Linked DNA regions of Mus musculus: regions 2 and 3 are each linked to region 1. Evidence: chromatin contacts called from public Hi-C and HiChIP or PLAC-seq data. All regions are on one chromosome and are shown on one strand. The core of a region is the stretch at or near the end of the contact, and the rest is flanking DNA. Distances in the headings are between cores, read along the strand shown. Region 1 has its middle 4.0 kb from the start of Gm35520. Region 2 has its middle 92 kb from the start of 5430403N17Rik. Region 3 has its middle 74 kb from the start of Gm39163.

What was found. HiChIP or PLAC-seq counts read pairs in DNA pulled down with a chosen protein or histone mark. Hi-C and Micro-C count contacts between places; a contact is called where the count stands out from the background.
Region 2: a contact with region 1 is called in a Hi-C map of pancreatic cancer cells, with 2.2 times the contacts expected there. The contact joins two enhancer-like sites. A contact is called at or near these places in 5 of 39 promoter capture datasets (the 3T3-L1 cell line, 3T3-L1-derived adipocytes, the HPC-7 cell line and 1 more), 1 of 15 datasets of contacts at CTCF or cohesin (large pre-B cells), 5 of 484 Hi-C or Micro-C datasets (the 3T3-L1 cell line, myocytes, pancreatic cancer cells and 2 more) and 2 of 115 datasets of contacts at active chromatin or transcription factors (CD8 T cells and embryonic fibroblasts).
Region 3: a contact with region 1 is called in a CTCF HiChIP or PLAC-seq map of CD8 T cells, with 7 read pairs. The contact joins two enhancer-like sites. A contact is called at or near these places in 5 of 39 promoter capture datasets (the 3T3-L1 cell line, 3T3-L1-derived adipocytes, the HPC-7 cell line and 1 more), 2 of 15 datasets of contacts at CTCF or cohesin (CD8 T cells and large pre-B cells), 3 of 484 Hi-C or Micro-C datasets (CD8 T cells, neurons and uterus) and 2 of 115 datasets of contacts at active chromatin or transcription factors (CD8 T cells and large pre-B cells).

The regions. Positions count from the first base shown.
Region 1 is chr8:36,182,517-36,186,436 of GRCm38.p6, reverse strand. No RefSeq gene overlaps it. Among named protein-coding and RNA genes, the nearest start is that of Gm35520, 4.0 kb to the left of the region's middle. Within about 2 kb of position 2,161, at least 188 of the 459 cell types and tissues checked have an H3K27ac peak or open chromatin away from gene starts, as enhancers often do. A contact at or near this core is called in CD8 T cells and pancreatic cancer cells, where this site is marked.
Region 2 is chr8:35,972,597-35,976,516 of GRCm38.p6, reverse strand. No RefSeq gene overlaps it. Among named protein-coding and RNA genes, the nearest start is that of 5430403N17Rik, 92 kb to the right of the region's middle. Within about 2 kb of position 1,761, at least 18 of the 459 cell types and tissues checked have an H3K27ac peak or open chromatin away from gene starts, as enhancers often do. A contact at or near this core is called in pancreatic cancer cells, where this site is marked.
Region 3 is chr8:35,990,387-35,994,306 of GRCm38.p6, reverse strand. No RefSeq gene overlaps it. Among named protein-coding and RNA genes, the nearest start is that of Gm39163, 74 kb to the left of the region's middle. Within about 2 kb of position 1,671, at least 21 of the 459 cell types and tissues checked have an H3K27ac peak or open chromatin away from gene starts, as enhancers often do. A contact at or near this core is called in CD8 T cells, where this site is marked.

The DNA.
Region 1 (3,920 bases), core at 912-3,411:
TCCCCAAGATGAAAGACATGAATGGAGGGGGGATTAGAATTATCAGAGAGAGAACTCTTTTGTTTCCAATGGAGGGTGTCAAGCAGAGGGCTTTAGCGACCACGGGACAAACATTCTAGATCCAACTTTTATCTTCAGCCTTAAGTTGAAATTTAAAGTGCAGTCTAACTAACTATAAAGAGCTCTTTATTTGGAAAGGCGTCTATTGAGGCTCCGTTCTTCCTTATATCACATTGTAATGAAAAAGTCAAACATTAAGCAAACCCTGCCTGTAGGCACAGTAGCCCGTCCTGCAGACATTTTGCTATACAATGAAAGGCTTAGTGTGGATAAACTAGTGGCTTCAGGGTTTCTTCCCAGGTAAAGTCTGGTTAAATCCACCGACCACAGGCAGATCCCTGATTCACAGATTCATATAAAGGCATGTGTGACTTTATAGACTCTATGGATGTAGAAATAGCTATACCTAACCATTTATTATGTATCTCATTAAACCTGTGCTAAGAAAAACCTTTCCTACTGTAATTCCAACCAGAAACATTTGAATTGGACTGTACAGACAGTTCTCATAAGTGCCAGGTTATTTTATAAGGCTGAAAAGGAGTTTTAAATAAGCATATAAAACTTCTAACTGAGCCATCCACCAAAGAGCATACAAGGGCTGGCTGGACCAAAGCCCCAGGCACATACGTAGCAGAGGGCTGCCTTGTCTGGCCTCATGGGAGAGGATGTGCCTAATCCTGCAGGGATTTGATGCATCAGAGTAGGGAGATATGGGGGGGGGCACCATCTCAGAGGCAAAGGGGAGGTGGGATAGAGGGAGGGACTCTGGGGGGCTGGGAGAAGGGCAGTGTGTGGAATGTAAATAAACAAATCAATAAATTAATTTAAAAAAGAAAACTCATTTTAGCACCCGTCTTTGAAACCTTAGCAACACACTTTACTAAGATTATGAAAAGTCAGCAAAAATCGCAAAGCACCCTGGGATCTCACTTGATGTGCCCTACGCAAGAGCACTGGACATTTCTCCACTCAAGGAAGTTTCTATGAGCAAATGCACTGATGCCCGGCATCTGCAGGGGACTGTGTTCTGCTGAGTCGGCTCAAGCATAAAACGAGAAGTTTCCATCAAAGTCAAGTTAAGATTGATGTTAATTTACAAGTTTTCAGTTGGATTGCCCTGGGGCTAAGAGATCGTGAACATTCTTGGGCCAGATGTTCCCACTCTAGAGTGATAGTCATTTTCTGGTTATTTGGGAAAAAAAAAACTGAGTTGGCTTCTGGAACATTTATCTAAGTACATGGCAGGACCAGGAAATATGTCTATTGACATTCGAAATTAAAAAAAAAATGTTTGCAGCTAGAAGAAAAACAGGAAAAAAATGCAGTGTTTCTTAAAACGGAGTCTCTCGGATGCTGATAGACACATCTCATCTGAACTGTGGACAGCGTTTCTGTTTTCTGTTTCAGTAGCATAGATGGAAATTAGCCAAAAAAAAAAAAAACCCAGAAATTTAAAATTACTATAAAACTGCTCTCGATTTTTCTAATTAAAGAGCAGGTTAGTCTGCTTCATAGAAGGGCTAAATTAGAGAACACCTAATAAGAAATACAACTTAAGGCAACCCCTGGCAGGAGAAGGTGAGTCAAATTAAAAGACTGAGGTTTTCTTTTTCAATACTAATAAAGAAGGCCCTTTTAAGTCATTCATTACTCCACATAAAGCCTTCTACTGGACTGCTTTCCTGTATTCTTTTATAGAAAGTACATTCACTTTAATATTTATGTAGACTAAGCGTGCCCCTTCTTTGATGATCACTAACTGGCTATGTGGCCTCTCTGGAGTGACACCAAAACCTAAATCAAGAGTCCAAACTAATGTTACATTGGCTGTTTCAATACTGTGGTAGTTAGAGTTCAAATCAACAAACCCTGTTTGCTTTGCCAATAACAAGACTGGTAGAGTTGCTGGCTTTGGGGAGACATAGCATTTAATATTTTCAGAAGAAAAAAGAAAAAAAAATCGAGTGTAACAATGCACATTTCGAATGTGGCCACCAGAGGTCTACTGACACTGCAGAGCGAGCAGGCTGCAGGAGCGTGGGCGCAGACTGGTGCATGCGTACTCTGCCTGGTGGGGCCAGAGACTCTCCAGCCCTGCCCTGGTCTGCTGAGTCAGAGCTGCTCTGTAACCCCCACAGGTGACTCAAGTATGCGAGGGAGTGTGAGAAAGACTGCTGCCAGGGTTGAAAAGGAAATGTGGTGTATCCCGTGTGTGATGGAGATTAAGATATTTAAAAGTCCAGGCAAAGGCAGGGCATGGAGGCACCCATATTTAATTCCAGCATGTGGGCAGGAGGCAGAGGCAGGTGGATCTCCTAGTTCAAAGCCAGTCTGGTCTACTAGTGAGTTACAGGACAGTCAAGGCTAAACAGTGAACACACCTCACCACCCGCGCCTCTCTCTCTCTCTCTCTCTCTCTCTCCCCCTCCCTCTCCCCCTCTCCCTCCCTCCCCCCTCTCTCCTCCCTCCCCCTCTCTCTCTTTCTCCCTCCCTCCCTTCTCTCTTCTCTCCCTCCCTCTCCCCTTCTTCCCCATTTCCCCCTCCCTCTCCCCCTCTTCCCCTTTCCTCCCTCCTCCCCATATTTCTCTCTCTCTCCCTCCCTCCCTCCCTCTCCCCCTCTTCCTCATTTCCCCCTCCCTCTTCCCCTTTCCTCCTCTCCCCCCCCCCACTTTAAACATTTTTCCTAACAATGTTACAACTCAAAAGCTATTTTCTTTTCAAAACGTTCTACCTGGACCTGGTGCCACAGAACTGTCATCACACATCTTGAGATCAAGAGGCAGGAAGGATCACAAGGTCAAGGCCTGCCTGGGCTACAGAGTGAACTCATATCAAACAAGACTGCCTCAAAATAAAAGATTAACATGGGTTTGGAGGTATAGATCGGTGGTAGAATATTTACTTGGCATGTGTAATGCCCTAGCTTCAAACTCTGGTACAAAATCATTTAAGTGACCAAGGCTGTATTTTTAATTTGCAATTTAGCTTCCAGATATTTGAAGATGAAGAAGCTCTAAATATCACCTAACATGTACAGGTCTAAATGTTCTCGTTTAACAGAAGAAATTATCTGACCAGGACTGAAGTGGCATTCCACGCTCAATATAAGATAGTTAGCTGTCTTTAACTAGAACCAAGTTCTCCAGAGGTGTCCCTGAGGCTGCAGGACCTCACTCTTGTATGGAGGTGGGGCTAAGCTAGGGAAGCATCATGGGAAGGGCAGGCTTTGTCCATCAATCAAGATGTGCAGAGCCCTGGACTCAGAGGTTCCTCTCCTACTCCAATGTGCCAGGATTCCTTCAAGTATATCGAGACTGTTAGACTGATTTTTCTCTGTTCCCCATATTTCTCAGGGACAGGGATGTCTCCATGGTTCTCTGTGTTACCATCAGTATACTCCCAACAACTCTGTCTTCACAGAATACATATCCAGTCACTGAGTCTGTGTCTCTCTCTCTCTCTCTCCCTCTCTCTCTCTCTCTCTCCCCCTCTCTCTCTCTCTCTCCCTCTCTCTGTCTTTCTCTGTAGACCTGGCTGACCTCGAACTCCCGGTGTAGATCAAGCCCACAGAGGTCAGCCTGCCTTTCACTGTAAAGGCATGCAACACCACACTGGGCTCTCACTTGGCTCTTCCTTAAATCAATCCAGCCAGCACTCATAGCCTCCCCTTCGCTGCCATCCTCCCAAACCACTGTACTTTCCCTTTAAATGGATTAGGCATAACTCCAATATCTACCACCTCTCTGTACAACACGCTACCGCCATGGTTCTGCTGGATCTTCCGCTCAGTGGCCTATGTCTTCCTTCTTACCTGGGAGGGAAGTTGGATTTAGAGGCTGATCAATCTCCAAGTAACC
Region 2 (3,920 bases), core at 512-3,011, 210 kb after region 1:
CAAGAAGCTAACAAGAAAAAAAAAAGTAAATAATAAAAATGGGGTATAGAACTAAACCAAGAATACACAACAGAGGAATCTCCAATGGCTGAGAAATGCCTAAAGAAATGCTCAAAGTCCTTAGTGATAAGAGAAATGCAAATCAAAACAACCCTGAGATTCCAACTTACACCAATCAGAATAGCTAAGATCAAAACCTCAGGCAACAGCACATGTTGGTGAGGATGTGGAGATATAGGAACACGCCTCTATTGCCCGTGGGATTGCAAACTGGTACAACCACTCTGGAAGTCCATCTGGAGGTTCCTCAGAAAATTGGAAATAGATCTAGATGAAAAACCAGCAATACCACTCTTGGGAATATACCCAAAAGATGCCCTACCATGCTACAAGGACACATGTTCTACTATGTTCGTAGCAGCCTTGTTTGTGATATCCAGAAGCTGGAAATGACCTAGATGTCCCAGGACAGAAGAATGGATACAGAAAATGTGGTTCATTTACACAATGGAATACTACTCAGCTATTAAGAGCAAGGACATCCTGAGTTTTGCAGGCAATTGGATGGAACTAGAAAATATCATCCTGAGTGAGGTAACTCAGACCCAAAAGGACCTGCATGATATGTACTCACTAATAAGTGGATATTAGCCAAAAAAAAAAAGTACAGAATACCCAAGATACAGTCCACAGAACTCAAAAAGGTCAACAAGCTGAAGTGCCCAAGTGAGGATACCTCAGTCCCACTTGGAAGGGAGAAGAAAGCAACCTCAAGTCGGGAGGGAGGGACCTGTGTCATACCTCTGACCCATAATTGTTCCTGAAAGAATTGCTGGGATGGAAATGGAAAGGAGCCTGAGGAAAAGAAGGTCCAGCAACAGGCCAAAAGTGGGATCCAGCTCAAGGGAGAGGTCCCAAGGCCTGACACTATTACTGAGGCTATGGAATGCTCACAAAAAGGGATCTATCATGACTGCCCTCCGAAAGAGCCAACAAGCAGCTGAAAGAGTCAGATGCAGTTATTTGCACCCAACCAGTGGACAGAAGCTACTGACCCCTGGTTGAATTAGGGGAAAGCTGGAAGAAGCTGAGAAGAAGGGCGATTCTGTAGGAGGACCAGCAGTCTCAATTAACCTGGACTCCCAAGATCTGTCAGACACTGGACCACCAACCAGGCAGCATACACCAACTGATATGAGGCCCCCAATATGCATACAGCAGAGGACTGCTGGGTCTGTGTTCATTCAGAGATGATGCACCTTGCTCTCATGAGACTGGAGGCTCCAAGGAGTTTAGAGGTCCATAGAACCTTTGGAAAGTCAGAAAACGTTCTGAGATCTGGCAGTTACCAGTCAGTGGAGAAAGCAGAGGTGGGAGGTCTAGGGCATCGATCCCTCTTGACTTTGTAGCTGTCTCCATACAGTTGCCTGTGTTGACTGAAAATCAAAAGGCTCGGAACCATGAACTCATGCTCAGAATGATGGCGTGGAGGCCACCGATTATGAATGAGCTTGATCATCAGTGAAGACAGCAGAGGAAACACAGCACACTATCCTAGTTCCAGAAAGAAGACGACTACTGAGGCACGGGGGTGATGGTAAAGGGCCTGTGGCTAGAAAGCTTGCTTCCCCTCTCACAGATGTGCCCTTTCAAGCAACTTTGCACTGGCTACTGGCCAATATCCTCCCAGTGCAAAAGAATGCAGGCATCGAAGGTCACAAAAACTTGCATTACTGAGAGCTTCTACAAAGCATTGACTATGGGAGCAAGCCAAGCATTCACCGACACGCTGAAACCTCAACAGATGGACACAATGCTTATAGCTCTCACTTTTGACTAAAAAGTCCCCTGGTCTCTCTCTCTTCCTTTCAAAAATGCCTCTTTCTTCTCTATCCTCTGTGTCCATACCATCTACATTTTCAGAACAAATGCTCATTTACATCCATAGTGAATAAGTAGCCATGTTAAAGTATTCCCAGGACGGCTATTCACACCACTGGCTCAGACAGAATATGTCTGGAATCCAGATTAGCATTGCAACTATGGAAAAGAATTTCCAGAGAACCCCGACCCAGAGTTTAAAAGTTACTGTATCTGGAAATTCCTCTGGACTATGGAAATCAACTCAAAACGATTTCACTCTTTTGGAATCAAAGAGAGTTCATAACGTTCTCATGAAACCATCCAATTTTCTCCAAGGATCCCGTTCCTTGTATGATGCGGTGGTGGTGGATTCTTGGTGCATCTCCTGCACCTTCATTCGTTACACTGAAGAACAGTTTTTAAACTGATGAAAGGGAGACAGGAGGTTGAACTCTTTCTCCTCTTGGATGAGTCCTGCCAGAACTGACCAAAGCCTGTTTTCTGGAAGCCACTGGAAGTTTCCTTTATATACTTTATATACGACTGGCAAGTCTAGCATAATGTGGAGCTATGGAAGGTTAGAGTGAGAAGTTCCAGGATCATAGACAGAGAGTAAGCTGGGATAGGTGGAAAAACAGGTCAAGTTGGGAGATTGAAGGAGAGGAAATCACCTAACGGATAGGCAGACTGAGGCTGGTAAGCTGCCCAGAGTTCACTTCCAGTATCGTCCTCAATTGCTGTCCTCTTCACATACTGAAGCAGGGTACTTACATCAGCCAGAGCTTGTTTAAGAGCTGGTCTAGCTAGTGTGCTTGATCTGGGGGAACCCCTGTTCTCTGGGTCCCAAGCACTGGAGTTATTATGGGTGGGTCCCCACACTGACCTAGCATGGAGGTGGGTGCTGAAGAGCTAACCTCCAGTCCTGGTGCACAGCAAGTGCTTGACTCATGGAGTCATCTAATCAGCAAATAATTTTCCATAATACAACCCTCTGAGTCATATGGCTAAGACAACACTCACAGTTATATGGCTAAGACAACCCCCAGAGTCATATGGCTAAGACAACCCCCAGAGTTATATGGCTAAGACAACCCTCACAGTTACATGGCTAAGACAACCCTCACAGTTATATGGCTAAGACAACCCTCACAGTTATATGGCTAAGACAACCCTCACAGTTATATGGCTAAGACAACCCTCACAGTTATATGGCTAAGACAACCCTCACAGTTATATGGCTAAGACAACCCTCACAGTTATATGGCTAAGACAACCCTCACAGTTATATGGCTAAGACAACCCTCACAGTTATATGGCTAAGACAACCCTCACAGTTATATGGCTAAGACAACCCTCACAGTTATATGGCTAAGACAACCCTCACAGTTATATGGCTGACCACAGTGTCCAAATGTTTAAAATTCATATTTCTTGACTTAACTGAAGACACTTTGAAGCAAAGCTGCCATGTCCTTTATTTCAGCCCCTTTCGTTTTCATTGCAACTGCATGAGCACAAAGACGTCTTCTGTTCGATTCCTACTTGGTACCAGTGGTTTTACTGGTATTACTTCCAGCTCGTCAATATAAAAGCTGATACAGAAAAAGAGCACTTAAGAGTTGACCTGATTGTGAAAAGTGTCCCTGGAAACTATCTTGGGGAACTCTTGGGTGTTCTCTGTGGGTCATTTTTAAAGAACTTCTGTCATGTGAGGGCTGGAGAGCCTCTCTCGGTGGTTGTAAGGTGCTCCCTACTCAGCGAATGCTGGGCAGCTCCTTCTCCTATAGGGCAGCATCAGTCCATCAGAGTCCAATTGTTTACACACACCATGGAACTATTTGGTTTAGTAGCTAAGTAGTCAGACTAGGCTTGATCCTAAAACAGTTCTTTTTCCCAACTACACTCTTTCCTGCCCTTGTGGAACTCACCCATTACTGGAGAGATACAAGGAACAAATGAAATAGGAGGTGTTTGGAGCAATGCACGAGAAAGTGAGGGTTCGGTGGAGAAGAAGGCTGAGACCTTGATGGAGAGGAAATGTGATATTGGAAGCTTCA
Region 3 (3,920 bases), core at 422-2,921, 190 kb after region 1:
GGCTATTTAAAACCACACTGGTTCTGAATCATCCTGTCCATCGATCTCCATTTTGCTTCTTCCCCCTCTCCTCAGTTGCCCTCTATCTCTGAAACTTTTAGCTCTGCCTTCCTTTTCCCTGCCCAATCACAGGCCTCCTGCTGCACTAATATTTTAATGTACTTGGACAGGGAAAATCCTGCCACATAAACACCCGGAGCTTCTGAATTGTGGTGGCTTTTGTATCAGAGAGCCCAGTCCAGTGAATCCTAGCTTTTTTGTGTCTGTGTGTTGTTGTTTCTTTATGCCCTCACCACCCCTAGTCAGGGTTCTGGGACTCAAACCCTGGACTACACATGGTGACTTATACTGCTGTCCTGACAATGCTTTCAGGACAGACTGATGTGACTTACCATTTTGACTCCAGTGCCTAGCATATTATATCCACTGAACAGAAGTGGAAACTATTCCATTGTTTTGTTTCTAAACAGTAAAAGCTTGTTGTTGGTCCATCCATGCCACCTTTTATGATCACAAAAGAACAAGGGAATTTATAGTTTCCATATTTCCAAATACTCAGGCCCAGAAAATGAAACTGTATAAATAAGATAAAAATGGTGGATGTGTGAATCTCTCACTGAGGCTGTTTTCATCAAAGGACATTTTGGGGCATTGGGAGGAATCAAAGAAAGAAAAAGAAGAGAGGAGTGAAGACTCGTCTACCCTAATTCATATGGAAATGAATGTTAGAACATTTCTCTCTCCAACCTCAGACACTACTACATCGTTAACCACATGTGTTTAATACAGAAAGGTCACCTATAAAGACTCTTCCTACACAACCTATAGTAAAACAAAGCAAAACCCCATATTGTTCACACAGAGCAGCAACAATTACTCCTACCCAAGGCATTGTTTTGCATTTCTAGTTTATATGTCAATGGAGCCTAGTTTGTCCCAGAATGCACTTGAAATGTTTGTCAAATGCCTATTCTATACCAGGTACTTTAACACTAACTGAGGATATAAGATCTCTCACTCTTCCCTGACTTAAGGTGGTTTCTAGCCTCATAGAGAAATACTAGCAAATGGAATAAGACTCATGAAAGGCAAAGAATAGACTTCTACAGAGCCCCCAAGGAGTAGCCAGGAGCCTTAAATGATGCTTTTCAAAGGCATTGCTGTCTAGGATGGCTTCTGCCAGGTAGGGCATGATATAGAAGCTTGAGGTCCTATATTCAAAAGTTACTAAGAAACCAGGCAGTGGTTTCACACACCTTTAATTACAGCACTCAGGAGGCAAAGGCAGGCGAATCTTTTAGTTTGAGGTCAGCCTGGTCAGTAGAGTGGGTTCTGCGACAGCCAGAGCTACACAGAGAAACCCTGCCTTACCTTGATCCCCTTATTCACTCCCCCCACCCCACCCCCCAAAAAAAACAAAGAAAAGAAAAAGTTACTGAGAATTTCAAGATTAAATTTAGTGTGGAACTTTCTGAGCCAATTTCCTGTGTGACCGCAGGGGTTGCAAGTCCTTGAAGTGGCCATTGCTTGCCTGGTTTCTACGACTCTGCCTGAGGCAGCTGTATAAGCTAGAATTTTAGAGTGAAGGTGATTCTTATTTGTGCAGCCTTCTGTTAGAGAGTGCTCCTAAGCTGTCCTCCCATTTAGCAGTCAGTACATTTAAGGTGCAGAGAGCGGAAACTCACAATGGCTCAAAAAGGAAGTCAGCTGCAGCAGGACAGCAGTGGTGCCCTGTTCCACGAGGGCAAAATATCTGTCAAGGGTAAATAACTACTCCCTGTTCTCTCTGCTTCCTACACATGCTTGAGAACATGGAGAAGAAGTGAAGGCCACAGACCTGAAGCAGCCTGGACACCCCTCTGCTGCACCATCCCAGTGAGTAAGCACCTAGCTTTGCATGCACAGTACCTGTCAGTGAGAATTTCTGCGTTCATCAGACTGGCAGAATTTGCCTCCAACATCATTGTTGGTACCTTGCCTGACAGTGTTCCCTCCTTCCTCCATTGCATCCACTCCTATGACCTTCACCAAAAAATCAAGAGAATGAAGCAGGGCAGAGGCCTTTCAAGACCTCTTTCGTATAGACCTCAGACAGCTCTGTGGGTTACGATGTCTACCATCGCTGTCAGTAATCCCACAGAGGCAGCTCTCTGTGGCTTCCTGTGTACTCTCTGTCTGTGTCATTGCAAAACTTGTATTTAAGCTTAAACAATAACAAAGGTATGTGTTGATTTTAGATTGCTGTGATCTGATGAAGCCATGAAGGCAGAACCTTAAGATTACATTCGTGATTTTGTAATAGCAGAGAGACGCAAATGAGCACGCTTGCAATTTCATCATGTGGCGTTGTGTGACACCAGAATGGTCCCACAGCTGACATGCACGTGCCAGCATCATGCTCTTGGGCTTCTCAATCCCCATAAATGTGAGTCAAATAAACGTCTATTCTTTATAAACTACCCAGTCTGGCGTATTCAGTCAGCCACAGTAACTGAAACCCAGGTCATCATGCCTGAAGAAAGAATATCTGTCTGTCTTCTTGAAGACTCACCTGGGTCTCAAAGTCATGGCCATTTATGATACATGCCCATGTCAATTAATAGGGCAGCTAGTCTGAGAAAACAACTCAGCGCACATTGCTAGAAAGGTAGGTCTGGCTTGGAGCCTCAGTCTGGGCTTCAGAGTAATTCAGTCCTCCTCTTTCTCTTTGTGATAATACAAAATGGGAAGGAAAACCAGGTGTCAGTCCAGATGCTGTGATGGTGGGGAGACATATGTCTTTGTCTGGGGCCTGCAGGATTCTTTAGTGCCATGAAGAAGAAAGGATACCTGTGATGTTGGTTTACTTTAGTGGGAAGCCAAGGGCTCCGCACTTCAAGCCCCTGTGGGTATATGTTACTCAGGTCCTGTCGCAGTTGAATGTGAGTACCACAAATCCTCCTCCTATTTCCCAGGCCTGCAGCTTCTTTCCCGTCTTGTCAGTGCCAGCTAGCTGCCCAAGACTGGCCAGGGAAAACCAGCATTCACCACAACTGAGAAATAGAGCAAAAGCTGACATTTAGCTCACAGATGAAGGAATAAAGAATCGGTTGAGTGGGTTCATTGCTCCTGGGCTTGGCGCATCACCAGATGGAAACAGATGAAGGTGTATTGTGTCAGAAGCTGTGCGCCAGTACAACCCCATATAACTGTGAGAAAGCTCACCTCTCCTGCATGTGCTAACTAGATGGCTCATAGTTTTGCATAGCAATAGATTTTATACTATTATATAGTGCATACATTTAAAAGGAATTCTTTAATGAACACGGTTATCTATTTTATCATAAGCGATATACAAAACCTTTTGAATTGACTAAGATGAAAGCAAACAATATAAATATGAGATATTATTATGCCTCTTATAATTACAGCCTGTGGAGACAACAGTTCATTATACACTCTCATCATACAAAATACCCAGTCATGCTGATCCAACAAAAGGCAATTGTTGAAAGGGTTCAGCGAGGCCACAGGAGGCCATCTTAAAAGAATTTGTGCTGGTTTCCTCTGCATAGAAACACTTTGATGAGAGTCAGGTGCCTCAGATTCCATTGGTGGAGGCCTGAGCACCCATTTGCTTTTTAACAAGTGCAAAGAAAAAAAATGTATCTCTTCTCAGGAATATATTTATGGTCTCTCTGAGTTGAGGAGTACCCACAGCATGAGAAAACTTGTTATCTTTTTCAGAAGGATCCTGACTTAGCCTCAAACAGGAGAACACAGCTCAAGGATTAGGAAATGGGAAAGGGACTGGTCTTTTATACTTCTCACTGTTATGTGGAACTCAGTCTTACATTGTCTCTTGAAATGTTGGTTCAGTGAGGCTAATCTGACCCCAAGGAGAAAAGTGTCTCCAAGGAGAATACCATTAAGATTTCCAT